Regions from separate parts of the Bicyclus anynana genome. Here region 1 is linked to region 2. The links are chromatin contacts, called in public Hi-C maps. All regions are on one chromosome and are shown on one strand. Each heading gives the region's core, a stretch centred on a gene start, on an enhancer-like site or on the middle of the called end of the contact. The rest is flanking DNA. Distances are from core to core; before and after follow the strand shown. Region 1 holds the start of LOC112048820 (putative E3 ubiquitin-protein ligase UBR7). Region 2 holds the start of LOC112050730 (transmembrane protein 147).

Evidence for each region. Hi-C and Micro-C count contacts between places; a contact is called where the count stands out from the background.
Region 1: a Hi-C map of whole larva shows a contact between it and region 2, with 4 times the contacts expected there. The contact joins the promoter of LOC112048820 here to the promoter of LOC112050730 in region 2. A contact is called at or near these places in 2 of 2 Hi-C or Micro-C datasets (whole body and whole larva).

Annotation. Positions count from the first base shown.
Region 1 is chr9:584,589-591,529 of ilBicAnyn1.1, forward strand. It overlaps LOC112048820 (putative E3 ubiquitin-protein ligase UBR7), which reads left to right and starts at 1,722. Exons shown (of 2, transcript XM_024086488.2): 1 at 1,722-2,029; 2 at 3,325-5,803. The coding sequence starts at 1,865. The coding sequence ends at 5,559. LOC112048824 (ubiquitin thioesterase otubain-like) reads right to left here. Exons shown (of 5, transcript XM_024086491.2): 5 at 6,661-6,794. The coding sequence ends at 6,708.
Region 2 is chr9:252,171-259,522 of ilBicAnyn1.1, forward strand. LOC112050730 (transmembrane protein 147) reads left to right here and starts at 2,822. Exons shown (of 5, transcript XM_052883479.1): 1 at 2,822-3,037; 2 at 3,244-3,385; 3 at 4,789-4,911; 4 at 6,227-6,432; 5 at 7,137-7,352. The coding sequence starts at 2,961. The coding sequence ends at 7,281.

The DNA.
Region 1 (6,941 bases), core at 472-2,971, 330 kb after region 2:
ACAAACTAATTTTGCGACAGGGCCTAGTTGGTAACATTCTCCATTACGTAAATTATTACCCTAATAGTCGAATAATATGGAGTACCTATAAAAAATATGGAGTATTTTTATATTTTATCTCTTATTTAGTTTTTGTGAACAGTTTTTAAAATATTTAAAAACTTATAACTCCATTTTTGTGGAATAATATTGAAAATTACTGATGCGACGCTTCGTGTCGTAGTGACTCAAGAATGTCTTTGTTTTTGAATTTTGTATTTAGAGCGGCTGCGACATCGTCGTGTTCCGTGCGCTCTATCTGCCTATTATTGATTAATCTCTGGTATAAGATGGTCACCCAAAGATTTTTTTTAAAAGTTAAAACTATTCAAATTATAACTAATTAAATACTATTCAAATTATAACTAGCGTTTTATCCAATATTTACGGGACAACCTGATTATGACAGTAACTATACCTTATTTGTTAATATTATTAGATATATTGAATCCTACTACAAAGGGGATATGGGATATACAAAGAAAGAGTACATAAATGCTTAATAGTATTATACTGCCTTTGATTAAATATAGGTACGTCTCTATAATCAAAGTACACTGCATGTTTAATCTATGGATTATTCCATTTTTGAACTTTCATTCATTGTTGTTCTTTAGCTCACTCAATCAAGTTTCTCTGTCTGACTTTACTTCATGTTCATGTTCACTCTCTCTTCATTATTTTGCCAGTTTGTCTTTGCCATGGGGGTGAAACTTCCGCACAGTTCGCTTACGTAAAATATTTTGTATGAAGTGCTGTCTTCCAGCGCTCACGGTACAAAAACTTAAGCGAAGTTTTCTCAGGCACAATATAGATGGCACGCATGAAGCACATTATTTGAGTTTTAAAATATGACAGTTTAGCTGTCTTTGAATTTTTTCTGTTGTTACTATAGTGATGTTTATGTTATGTCAATAAAAAGTCAGCACACAATCGGGATCAGAGTTTAATTTAAAACATGGTGACAGTGGTGAACGAAAAATATTAAAATAAGATGTAATCGGTACAAATAAGTGTTTATAATGGGTATTACTTGTGGATTTGGTGTGCATAGTGAATAATTAACCATGGAACATGCTCGACCACCATCGGAATTATGCTCAGAAGGCGGCCCGGTGTGTCGCGAAACGGCGTGGCGAAAATGTCGCCAGCAATTTTACGAATTCTTAAAGGTGATCAGTGGTTATTTATAATCATAAACGTCAATAATCATAGTTGGTGCACTAATGTTATCAGGCTGCTGAAGTGCATTAAGATATTTTCATAATCACAAAAGAAAAAATAAATCGTTGAATAATAAGAATCTTCTTTTCTTTCTTTGATTAAAAATCCTTGAATATTTAAAGTATTATTGCAATTTGTTTTTCTTACTTCTATATATTTATAAAATTTGGCTATTTTAAATATTTGGGTACATTAGTATTATATAGTGAAATAGGTGATTTTGTAAATATTATGTTTATGTTAAATTGTTTTCATTAATAATTCTTATATAAGAATTAAGGAAAACAAACAGCAATAGTCATACAACTAAAATATAGATTGTACTCGTAGAGAGAACGCCATCTATGGGTAGCCAATAAATCTAATTAGAATGCGCCATCTAGTGATCAAGGTACATAACTTTTCTTAACCGAAATGAGAGTTGCGTATCTATCTCAATATATAATGTATCATCTATGGTCTTTGCTTTGACTCTTTGTCGCTGTAAAAAATATTGGCGCGTCTACTCTAATTTAACCGGCTTCTTTAATACTTTACTTTTTGTACGTTTTAATATTGATTCATTCCAATTTACTTATAATTTGCAACAAATAAGTACAAAATGGAAACCGAACCGCAAAATACCAGTGAAGATGCCGAATTGGCTGATTGCGATGGGGAAAAAGTTGTGACAATGATGGACGTGTTGCAAGAACAAGAAGATTTCGAGGAAGATGCTAACGCCGTGTTGGGCGCGTCCGATGACAAAAATTGCACGTATTCTAAGGTAAAGCAGAAGCTAAATCTTATGAGCTAATTTAATAATCGTCACACAACGTATTGTAAGCCTTCAACCAAAGGTCAGAGTTAACGTTTTTTAACAGCTGCGACTTAGCCGTCAATGGCGTAGAGTGCATAGTAAAAACCTTTTTGTTTTGAATAATGTTCGAATATTCATGAAAGCTGTACTAATAATAACTTTGATTTCATGATCTAATTGTAACATATCTTTTGAAGACATGAAGTATTTAGTTAAAGACTGCAACTGAGTACTTATTCTTTTCAATAGGCCTAGTATGCGCGCTATTTGCCTTGAATGTGTTAAATTGAAGTCCTAGTTTTCCAGTATTGTCTACTACTACTCATCCTACCATACCATACCATACTGTTGGTCCTTCGGTTTTACATTGGTGTGTAAAACAGAAAGAACTGCAGCAATACCCGCTTATTCCGTTTTTTTACACCAGAAAGTACCTAATCTGTCATCTTACCATTACATTGAAAGCTAACTTCCCAGAATATATTGGACTATACAACAATGCAATCTATTTTATTCATTATTCAAGCAATACCTTATAGTTGTTTTACTTTATATTGTATTGCTTGAATAATAATAGTTACACTAGTCACACTTTATTATATAACTAGCGGACTCAGTCAAGCTTCGCTTTGATTTATGTGCACTTGTTCCCTAACCCTACTCTACATTACTCTACCCCTACCCAACCACTTGACTCTTTGTTTGTATGGGAAATAGAAAAGGGATATTATATAGATGTAAGCTATGGATACCCAGTTTGGGCATAGCCTTAGTTGTCAAGTGACTCATAGGGAGTCTGATTTTACTTTTGATTTTCCATATACTGGATATAGTGATTTACCATGTAGTAGCACCTCTCGCCTAGAAAGTCACTTGATACCTTTATGAATGCTATCCTTTTCCTCATATTTAGATATGGTGTGCAAGGCTATTGTAATTTTTTATTGACATAACATGGAGCTGTGGACTTGTGGAGTATTATGAATGATATTTAAACGGGTACATACAAAATTTTGCCCCTAACAGCTGACTTCACTTCTCATCTCGCAACTTCAGTCTCGTCGTGACCACGATCCATGCAACTGGGTCGAAATATCGACAATAAAAATCTCGTCGTTTTATCGTGGTATGTACCCGTTTAAATATCATTCATAATGAACAACCACGAAATAAGTTTAAAATCATTTGTGGAGTATTAATTTTGATGAAGGGTAAATGAGTGTATTTTAATTTTTTTTATTAAATTATTAATCTCTTTCCAGGGCTACATAAAAAGACAGGCAATTTATGCTTGTATGACTTGCTGTTCCGAAGCCAAAGATGATCCAACCAAAAGAGCAGGTGTATGCCTTGCATGCAGCCTAGTCTGTCATGAGAACCATGACCTCATAGAATTGTATACCAAGCGCAACTTTAAGTGTGACTGCGGAAACCCAAAATTTAACTCCCACCCATGCCATTTCACTCCAGATAAGTCAGACTTAAATGAAGAAAATAATTATAATCACAATTTCAGTGGCTTGTATTGTGTTTGTCAAAGGCCTTATCCCGATCCAGATTCTACAGTGGATGTAGATATGATACAATGTGTAATTTGTGAGGATTGGCTTCATGCAACTCACTTAGAAGCCACTGTTCCTGACAATGATCAGTATTCTGAAATGATTTGCAAGGGTTGTATGGAAAAAAATTACTTCTTACATGATTATAGCAATTTAGCCATCAATGGTGATGTGGATGTAGTGTCAAATGGAATTGATAATGCTAGCCAACTATGTAATGGTGATGCTAAACTAGAAATAATAAAAAGTGAATCTGTTAATGATGTTGAGATGACAGAGAAAGCTGTTATAAATGGTTCAGATGACATAAAAAGTAATGAAGAAACTACTGAAGTTACTGCAAATGGTGGTTGTTTTGATACACCAATGGAAACTGATGAAAGAAATGTACTAGACACAAATAGTACTGAGTTAGACAATGAAGAAAATAATACATCAGTTAGCATTGATAATGCAGTAGATGACACTATAAAGGATATTGGTATTTTATCTGGAAATAATGATAAAGATATAAATCATCAACATGAAAGTACAATTCAAGAAGAACATAATAAAAACAAGGAGTTAACAAGCAAAATTAGTGAAACTGAAAATGCTGGAGAGGTAGAAAATACTGAAAAAAGTGAAGAGCAACTAAATGAAGAAAGATTGCTAGCTGACCCTGACGACAATAAAAAAACAAACTCAGAAACAAATGGCGAAAACAATGTTCCTTCAGCAGGTACTGTAGCAAGTGATGAAAACATTACAACAACAAACACCGAAAATAATAAAGTCAATGAAGAAAAGGATACTGAAGTCAATGAGGAAAAGGATATTGAAGTGAATGAGGAAAAGCATACTGAAATCAATGAGGAAATGCATACTGAAGTCAATGAGGAAAAGCATACTGAAGTTAATGAAGAAAAGCATACTAAAGTCAATGAAGAAAAGAATACTGAAGTCAATGAAGGAATGGAAACTGATGAAGAAAAGCACACTGAAGTCAATGAGGGAATGCAAAATAAAGACAATGAAGAAAAGCATACTGAAATCAATGAAGAAAAGCATATAGAACTTAATGAGGAAATGCATACTGAAGTCAATGAGGAAATGCATAATGAAGTGAATGAGGTAAAGCATACTGAAGTCAATGAAGAAAAGCACAAAGAAGTAAATGAAGAGAAGCAAAATGAACTTCATGAAGTACAACATAACGATGAGAAGCAACATAATGAACTCAGTGAAGAACAGCACAGTGACATCAATAAGGAACAGCTAAATAAAGACAATGAGGAACAACACAATAATGTTAATGAAGAAAAGTATAAAGAAATAGATGAGGAAAAGCATGTTGATGAAAGTTTACCAACAGATACTGCTTCAATGGAATCCAAAGAGACAGTTAACAACAATGAAAGTCACAACGGTGAAACAGAACTGGAGAATAATGAAAAATATACTGAAAAACGAAAATTATCTACAGAAGACATTCCTGAAACAAACACCAAAAAGGCAAAATTAAATGAAACTAATGAACCCTGTGTAAGACCGAAAGGAGTTTGTAAATCACTCAAAGGCGCAACCTTTTGGCCTTCCACATTTCGACAGAAACTGTGCACTTGTACAGAATGCATTACTATGTACAGGGACCTATCTGTTCTATTTTTGATTGATCCAGAAGATACAGTAACTGCATATGAAAATTTAGGAAAACTGAAGATCGACGGCAAACCTGCTACCCAATATGAAAAAGGACTGCAAGCACTGTCATCATTGGATAGGATTCAACAAATAAATGCCTTAACAGAGTACAATAAAATGAGAGACAAATTGTTAGATTTCCTAAAAAGCTTCAAAGATAAACGACAAGTTGTCACAGAGGATGACATTAGAGCATTCTTTGCTGGAATGAAACCTAAACGTGAGCCCGACGGCGTATATTTCTGCAGATAGATGATCTGAATTTTTTTATTATTATTTGACATTCAATTTCCTTACTAATTTTCTAATTTAAGTTTAAATCTCTTTTGTATCCCTTTATGCTAGAAAAGCATGGAAGTTAAAGAATTAATAGCTCATAGAGTATCAAACAAATTGGCCAATTTGAGTCCTTGAAACATACTATGTTGATGTCTTTAGCTTCCATGCTTATTCTAGTCTTCTAGTATTTAAAGATTAAATTTATATTCATACACAAGTTTATTTTTATTATTTATAAAATTCAATGCCCGTTGAGTCTCCTCAAAACTGTCGACTTTTTTTGCAATAACAGAAACTTTATTTACAGTCAATAGTGTAATGATTATTTTTTTTTATATATTACTTAACAGACGCTACGCGTTTTCTCCCGTATGGTGTCTGTTTCAATAGAAAATATTGCCTATACTATGACACTCACAAGCAGTGTGGTTGGTAAAAAATCATCAAAATCTTTCGTTTAGTAGACCTACATACCTTTATAAAGCAGTATAAACCAATTTTAGGTATTATTAACTTATATCTGCCTCGCTTGTCCAGTGGTTATAATATTCGGCTCACTGCGGAGCCGTATATGCTGAATCTCCTCTTAGAATGAGAGGGGTTAGTCCAATAGTCCAACACGCTGGCCCAATGCTGATTGGCAGAATACACACTCAAAGAATTAGAAAATTCTCTGGTATGTAGGTTTCCTCAAGATGTTTTTCCTTCACCATTTGAGACACGTGATATTTAAAATGCACAATACTTTAAAGACCGGATTCGAACCCACACCCTCCGGAATCGGAGGCAGAGGTCATATCCACTAGGCTATCTAGGCTACTAGGCTATATATAGGGTATACTTTGTAGATTCTGGGTTACTGTTGCTTAATTTATAAAATTTTCTTGACAGCCTTTTTGACCTATGTATTACAGCACAAATGCTTGTCCTGTGGCTCCATGATGTCCTGGCTCGAGCTATGAAATATAATTCTTTCGAGAAATGCCATTTGCCCAAATTGGAACAGATGATCGTTATATCGATATAGCCAAGAGCAACGAGTATAATTTATGGGTTTAAAATAAAACAAGTATAGTCGCGTAGGAGTAAGATAATTAAGTTTAATGCAAAGGAAGCGTCGATCACGCGTACAAGATGTCGTAGTGGCCGGGCCGGTACAGCAGGTGCACCAGCGGCTTCACGCCGTCGGGGAAGTCGTGCGCTATCACCTGGACATACAAACATTTTACATTATATATGTACTACTACTAACTGACTGAGCAAACGATGTTCTAACATATAAAGGGCAAATAACACAATCTAACCCAAGTTGTGGAAAACACATACAGTGAACAAAAAATACTCCAGCCCTACTC
Region 2 (7,352 bases), core at 1,572-4,071:
TATCTAATTTAGCTATTACCTACCTGCTGTATAACACACATACTTAGTACTTACCTACTGGCTACTATTTATTTATAATAAGATTTGTTATACAATCAAATTAGAATTTGTAAATTTATAAATTTCTTGAATTCCCAAGACTGATTGGAAAAAATATAATATCTAAAGTACTAGCGAGGACCCAATTTAATATTTCCCAATAATGAACTACACTTAAGTATATATTTAGTTGTGGTTTACAAAACTATTCCCTTTAAAAGTACAACATTAAAATTGTTTTACTGTGTACCTATGAATTTTTCAATATTGCTGAATTTCTTTTCATAATATTCTTTAAGTCTGTGGCTAAATTTTCATGCTAGCTACATAATAATTAAAGTATAATAATATATTCTTATAGTCAAAAAGCACAAATTCTTACCACATACAGTATGAAATCCAAAAAATCACCACCACACTGAGAAAAATTTAATATTATGATTTTAAAAATTTATTTCTACTGCTCACAGTATCACTCAAATTATATTTAAGCTTACGTAAGTAACTGAGGATGGTATGCAAATATGTGAGACAGGTTCCTCTGACACCCGAAGGGAGACTGCCGTAGAACACACCGCTGTCCGAGCACTCACCGAGCCGGACCCACACAATTCCTCGGACGAATAAAATCTAAATTCCCAAAACCCTTCCCTGCTATTGGATAACAAAACCCCAACCCCGTTGCGCGTGTGCTAAAAAACATAAAGGGTTAAAAAGGTTACCCCTTTAAAAAGCACCCTCTATTTTTTATCTCTTTCTTCACATGATCACCCCTTAGTATTGAGAAATTGAATGACCAAGAGACCTTTTATGATCAATTGTAATGTAAATATAAACAAGACGGAAGTAATTGTAAAAAATATATAACTGAGCAATTGAAAATTAATTAAGTAGCAAAATGTATATTAAAAAAGTTTGTGTCAATTTAGCCAGTCTAATTTATGAATTACAATTTTATCAAGCTTATATAAAATAACAAGTACGTAAAATAAGCAATCAAAATAAAAGTAACTCATCCTAATTAATTCATCTAAAAAAAACATTACAAATTCAACTTTTTGAATAGCGCCGAAATGAAAATATTACTTACTTACTTAGTACTTCGCTCCGTTTGGCGTTAGTGGAGCAATAGCAAAGGGCAAACTGCTAATGACAAAAATTCAAAACAAAGTTTCAAATTAAATTACGTAATTAAATTAATTATAAATTATATTAATATTGATGATTTATTGAGTTTGTTTTTGTTTTGTGGTTTCACTATTTATATAGTCATTCCTCTTACGCAGTTGATTAAGTATGTATCCCTAATTGGAAGGAAGGCCAATTTTACTTTAAAGAGTTTGCTTTCACTAAAAATCATACAAGAAGATCCAAAAAAAAATTAAAAAATTTCTTTACAAAATTTTATTTAAAAAAAGAAGACGGCTTAAGATACGTCATCAATGTCATTGTCAATCCACTTACAACTGTCAATGTCTATTTTAGATATTGTGAATTGTCTGTGGTCAGTGCCAGTGGTGCCAGTGGTGGTGAAGGTGCAAAGATTATACTCCAAGGAAATAAAGTGAAGGCACATACACGAAAACATTGGACATGCAGCGTTACTATTTCCGCAAACGGAATATTTTAGAGCAAAAATACGGCAATTTTAAATGGAGATTTTGCTTTTTATTTTTTTTCATCGAGGTACACTTACTTATAAAATAGTTTAAGAAACCAGTTGAGAAAAACAAAAAAAAGATAAACAAAATTCTGATACCTGGGATCGAACTTATGATCAATTTAACTTACCTTGATTTGATTTACACTATAGTATGCGCATTATCATCTGAGTCGTCCGGTCATAAAAGTCAAAAAAGATAGGAATGTGCAGCGCGCCTACCTGCGCACCCTAATTATCGATAAACGGCTACCTGCGCACGTGCTAATGATGAGTCAATAATGATTTGGACGATTCTGATTGGTCGGTTTCTAATGTAATTGCATTGCGTATTTTTTTTGCTATAAATGTGTTTACTGCAATTAAATAAATACATTCATGTGTTACTCGTTGCGCACTATGGATACTAATATATAATAAATTTGGCAGAAGACGAAGATTCTGATGATGAAGACTCAGATGAAGATTAATTTTATTTAGTTAATAATTATATAATATGAAATATGTATTATATTAAATCAAATATTGTTAATTTTTTTAATTTTGTGAACAAGATACGATAATAAACTTTACTTATCGATAATATGTCTTTCATTGTTACACCCTTCACTAGACGGCTCCATAAGACCCATAAGTGCAAGCGAGATAGATATAGAGAAATGATTTATGGCCCTAAGACTCAGTTGTTAATGCTATTAGTATAGACCAAATGACTAATATAATCTCAGACCAATTATAGAATTAATTATTGTATAGGACCTGCCTCGCAAGACGTTACTTTTCTGTCAAAGTATATGATCAACGATCTAATACGATTATAAAAACTGTCTCTATAGAATCGATGTTAAATAGTTGTAATCGTGTTCATCGGTTAAAGAGCTCCGTAAAAATACCGTTTTGTGTAATTGGATTGTGTAAAAAACGTGCAAAAACTTCTAGTTTACTATAAGATATATACAAATTCTAAGCTCGTTTTCCTCAGAAATTGACAGACAATTTTGTTTGTGACTATGAATGCGATGCAGGTCCTTCTATAATTGGTCTGAGATGTATGTAATCTTCTTCTCCATAAACTAAAAATTATTTGCTTCAGCCCCTTGAGGGTGACATTGACACTGACAGTGACAGATGAATTGTGATCTTCATTTGACGTTTGTGGATGTGAATAATGGTGATTTTAAAGTGTTAATTAAGAAATTAAGATATTTTTCGTAAATAATTGTTGTTTTTTAAGTTATAAGTTCCGTTGCTATTATTAAAAATGACTCTTTACCACTTTGGCAATTGTCTAGCATTAGTTTATGCGCCTTATCATATGGCCTATAAGTTTTCTGGGATGTAAGTTTTTCTTTACCTAATTAGGTCAATTAATAAACTTAATTCTTATTTTGCTGGTGCCAAATTAATTATTTTAATAAGATAGGTTGTTTATGAAAAGCTGATGTGCTGTGTAGTGCTTCAGTCATTGAGTAAGCGTAAGCCTCACAGTATTGATCATTTGGAGGTTATAGTTTTTACTGTAATTGGTAAAACTTTAATTTCAGATCAGAGTATGCTACGTTCTCAAAATGTGTTTATGCCGGTGGGCTATATATTTTCACCCAGTTGTGTAAAATGCTGTTGCTGGCCACATTCTTTCCGGATTCAGATAACATTCAGAGTGGAGGAGAATATGATGTGTTTTTAGTAAGTATTAATTAAATATTACTGTATGATATATTAGTAGTTACTGTAGAGTTTGTGCTATTTTTCGTTTAGTCAATCTATTCTAGGAAATCCATTTGACTATTGTGACAAACTGACAGACTAAACATGTGGGTTTGTGCAAGTTGAACACATCCAGAGCCTGTGAATGTCCCTGAATAGATTGACTATATCAAAGAAAAGAAACCTGTGTTGAGGATAACATGTCTTATGTGTATTGCCACATAGATTATTCAGGTTTATGTGAAAACACACCTGAGGTACACTTGACTCCTCATTCTCTTATATTTTTTAGCCAGTGTTGAAGATGAATTGCTACTGGAGAGCTATTTGGCTCCATTAGATATTTAGTGGCCAATAGCAACATTTCAAATATCAGCCTTTCTTTTGTCCCAAAGTATAAATATATAAATTTTTGGTTTTATCTTGTCTTGAGATAATTAAATTGGTGTGTGCAACTTAGGCCAGCAATATTAGACTTAAAAGCCATAGAGCTTCCTTTAAAACCTTGAAACACTTCCTCAGTGATAGAATAGTTAAACTATAGAATAAATTTCCTGACAATGTGATAACTGGCAAGTCACCAAAAGTGTTCAAGAACCGTTTGGATATAAAGCTGCTTAGTCTATAATTCATCATCATCAACATCAACCCATATTCAGCTCACTGCTGAGCTCGAGTCTCCTTTCAGTATAAGAGGGGTTAGGCCAATAGTCCACCACACTGGCCCAATGCAGATTAACAGACTTCACACATGCAGAGAATTAAGAAAATCCTTTTGTATGCAGGTTTCCTCACAATGTTTTTCCTTCACCGTTTGAGACATGTGATATTTAATTTCCTAAAAATGCACACAACTGAAAAGTTGGAGGTGCATGCCCCAAACAGGATTTGAATCCATACCCTCCAGGACCAAAGGCAGAAGTCATATCTACTGGGCTATCACGGCTCTCTACTATAATTATAATAAAAATAATACTATAATTATAGACTAAAATATACTTGAATAAAAAAGTGTAATTAGAATATAGATAAAATATAATTTTAAAATTAAACTAAAATATAATTTTATTTTAGTCTATAATATAATAATACTAATAACAAGAGTTCATGCTTAAACCTCTATGCTGGGGGTAACCCCTAGGGGTTACCCCCAGCACTAGTGCTGCAAGCAGGATGTAACATATACTCAGAAGCACAATAATTATCCACCCACTTAATATACATATGTCATATTAAAGTGGGCGGATAAATTGGCCTCTTAGTATATTTAACAATGATAAGGTGATTTTATGTACTGAACAAATTATTTGAGTTTATTGTAAACAGGCAGACAGATATGGCAGCAGATTTTGTTGTAAACAGATTTTTTTCTTAATTTTCAGGAAATTCTGAAGGCAACAGTTGACTTGGCAGATCTCTTAGGAATTTATGTTGCACTTAATTCCATTCCTGGGAAAGGGCATGCTAAAATTCTCACTGCAGCCATAGGATGGGCCAGTGCTGAGGTAATTTTATGGGATACTCACTTTTTATAACACTAATATTATAAAGGCGAAAGTTTTTGTGTGTGTGTTTGTTTTTGTTCCTCCTTTGTGCTGTGGTTACTGTAGCAATTTGGCTGAAATTTGGAATGAAAATAGATTTTACATTGGATTAACACACAGGCTACTTTTTATCCCAGAAAAATCCAAGGTTCCCAAGTGATTTGTAAAAAACTGAATTTCCCGCGGACGAAGTAGCAGGCGTCCTCTAGCTATAAATAAATCTTACTCTATATTAATATTATAAAGAGAAGTCTCGTGTGTGCCTTTGTTGTGGTAATCTCCAGATCAACCAAACCGAAAATGGTTACTACAGATAGAAAACCATGTTATTTGTTAGTGTCTTATGCTATATTGTATCCCTGTATTCCCAAAACAATGGGGACTATGAACCGCTGGACTATTTGTTAGTCTAATATAATTATAGTAATACCGCTATTTTAAAAAGACAAATATGACAGATGAAAGATCATAAAAATAGACTGATCCTTATTCTTGATGTATGAATTCTAATCTGTCGTATTGGAGCCTTGTAACTTTAATATTGAGTGTTCAACTATAAGTGCCACCTTAAATTATGACACAACTTCATGTTTCAAAGGATTAATTTACAAAATTAATCCTAATTGAAATAAATGAATATTAAATTTTTTGAAGTTTTATAAATCATTTATATGTTTGAGAACTTATTGTTTATAAATGACTATGTACAGTTAAAGCCTCCTCTAAAGTCCATATTTGCACTTCACTAGCTGCTGTGAGAAAGCTTACAATATTTGCTGCCAAAATTCCTTATTTGCAAATCTAGATATATGTTTATTATCCCTTCACCATCTTTTAAGTACTGTTGAAAGGTAGGACACTGTTTTTAAAATAGTTTTTGTTCTTATTCATCATTCATCATTATTTGTAATTTATTTAAATTAGATTGAAATTACACTACATTGAAAAATAATTATCATTTTTTTTGAAACATAAAAAAAATGATGATTGATGATGATTACATAAAAATTTCAATTTTTGACAATATGAGGCAAAACGTTGTTGGCCACGATGGTCTAAACATTACAGTTTCATGACTGTAATATTTGTGTTGAAAAACTACATAAGATTGTGAAATACCTCAAATGTAAGCCGTGACATTCTTCTCTAAAGCATATTATAATAACATTGAAAAAGCAAAAGAAAATAACAGTGTGTGCTACGATCCCATAACAATTGGCACAAGTTTTGGCCGTGAGCCAACACAACACGAGTGAAGTGCTGGCTGCCGTCGCAGGTGCTGGTGAGCCGCAGCGTGCTGCTGTGGGTGGGCGCGCGCGGCTCGGAGTTCGACTGGCGCTACGTGCGCTCGTGCGCCGAGTCCAACGTGTCGCTGCTGCAGCACGCCGCCAGCGCCGCGCTGGTGTGGCTGTGCGCGCGCAGCGACCTGCCGCGCCGCCTGCTGCCGCCCGCCGCCGCGCTGCTGCTGCTGGTGCCCTACCGGTGAGTGACTGCGCTCCATCACCTGGTGGTGGTCGTCACAGTCGGCCCAGCTTCTAGTACCTTTTATCCTTTCGTGCTGACGCTGGTTGGTGGCGCATTTCGCGCTCACAGGACGCGATTGCCTCGGTCGGACGGTCTGAGCGTATTATTATTATATACATACTTTACTACGCACACCATAATAACAAAAACATTTTATGAAGAGATGATACACCAAACAAAAGATGGCCTTACCTTTCTAGGAAAGATGGCCTTACCTTGCTAAGACGCTATTTGTACCAGGCAACCTTTGGTTTAGGAAAACATAAGGACATCAGGAAGAGCTGTAAAACAAAAATTACTAACAAAAAAATAGTTTTAGTAATGCACATGCATACAAATAATTTACATCCCAATACATACATAATGTTCCATAACAAATACCTAAAATAATGAATATAATACATAGCAAAGTATACTAATAAATACATTGTGAAGTCATATTGACAGGAAATAATAGAGACAGATCTTTAACTCGTCTTTACTGCATCAGTTCCAAAAAAAAAATATTATGCGTTTTAAGCCCTACATCATATGTTCTTTTAAGATAAAAATAATTTGTTCTGCTTACTTGACACTCAGAATAAAGGCCCAGCCTCCATACAAAATTGTGACATGTCCTTAGATAATAATGACCAGTTGACAGAAGCAGTGTGTGTGCACAGGGCGCTGCTGGAGGAGGCGCTGGCGGGCGCGCTGGCGCTGAGCGCGTGGGGGCTGCTGGCGCTGCGCGCGGCGCACGCGCTGGGCGTGGCGCTGGCCGCGCTCGCCATGTACGCCACGCTCGTGCAGCACAGTGCCCTGTCATAGGCATTTCGGATTCGCCTAAAACAGAGTACTGTTTAGACATTAGGCTACCAGAAAAAAATACAAGTACAGAT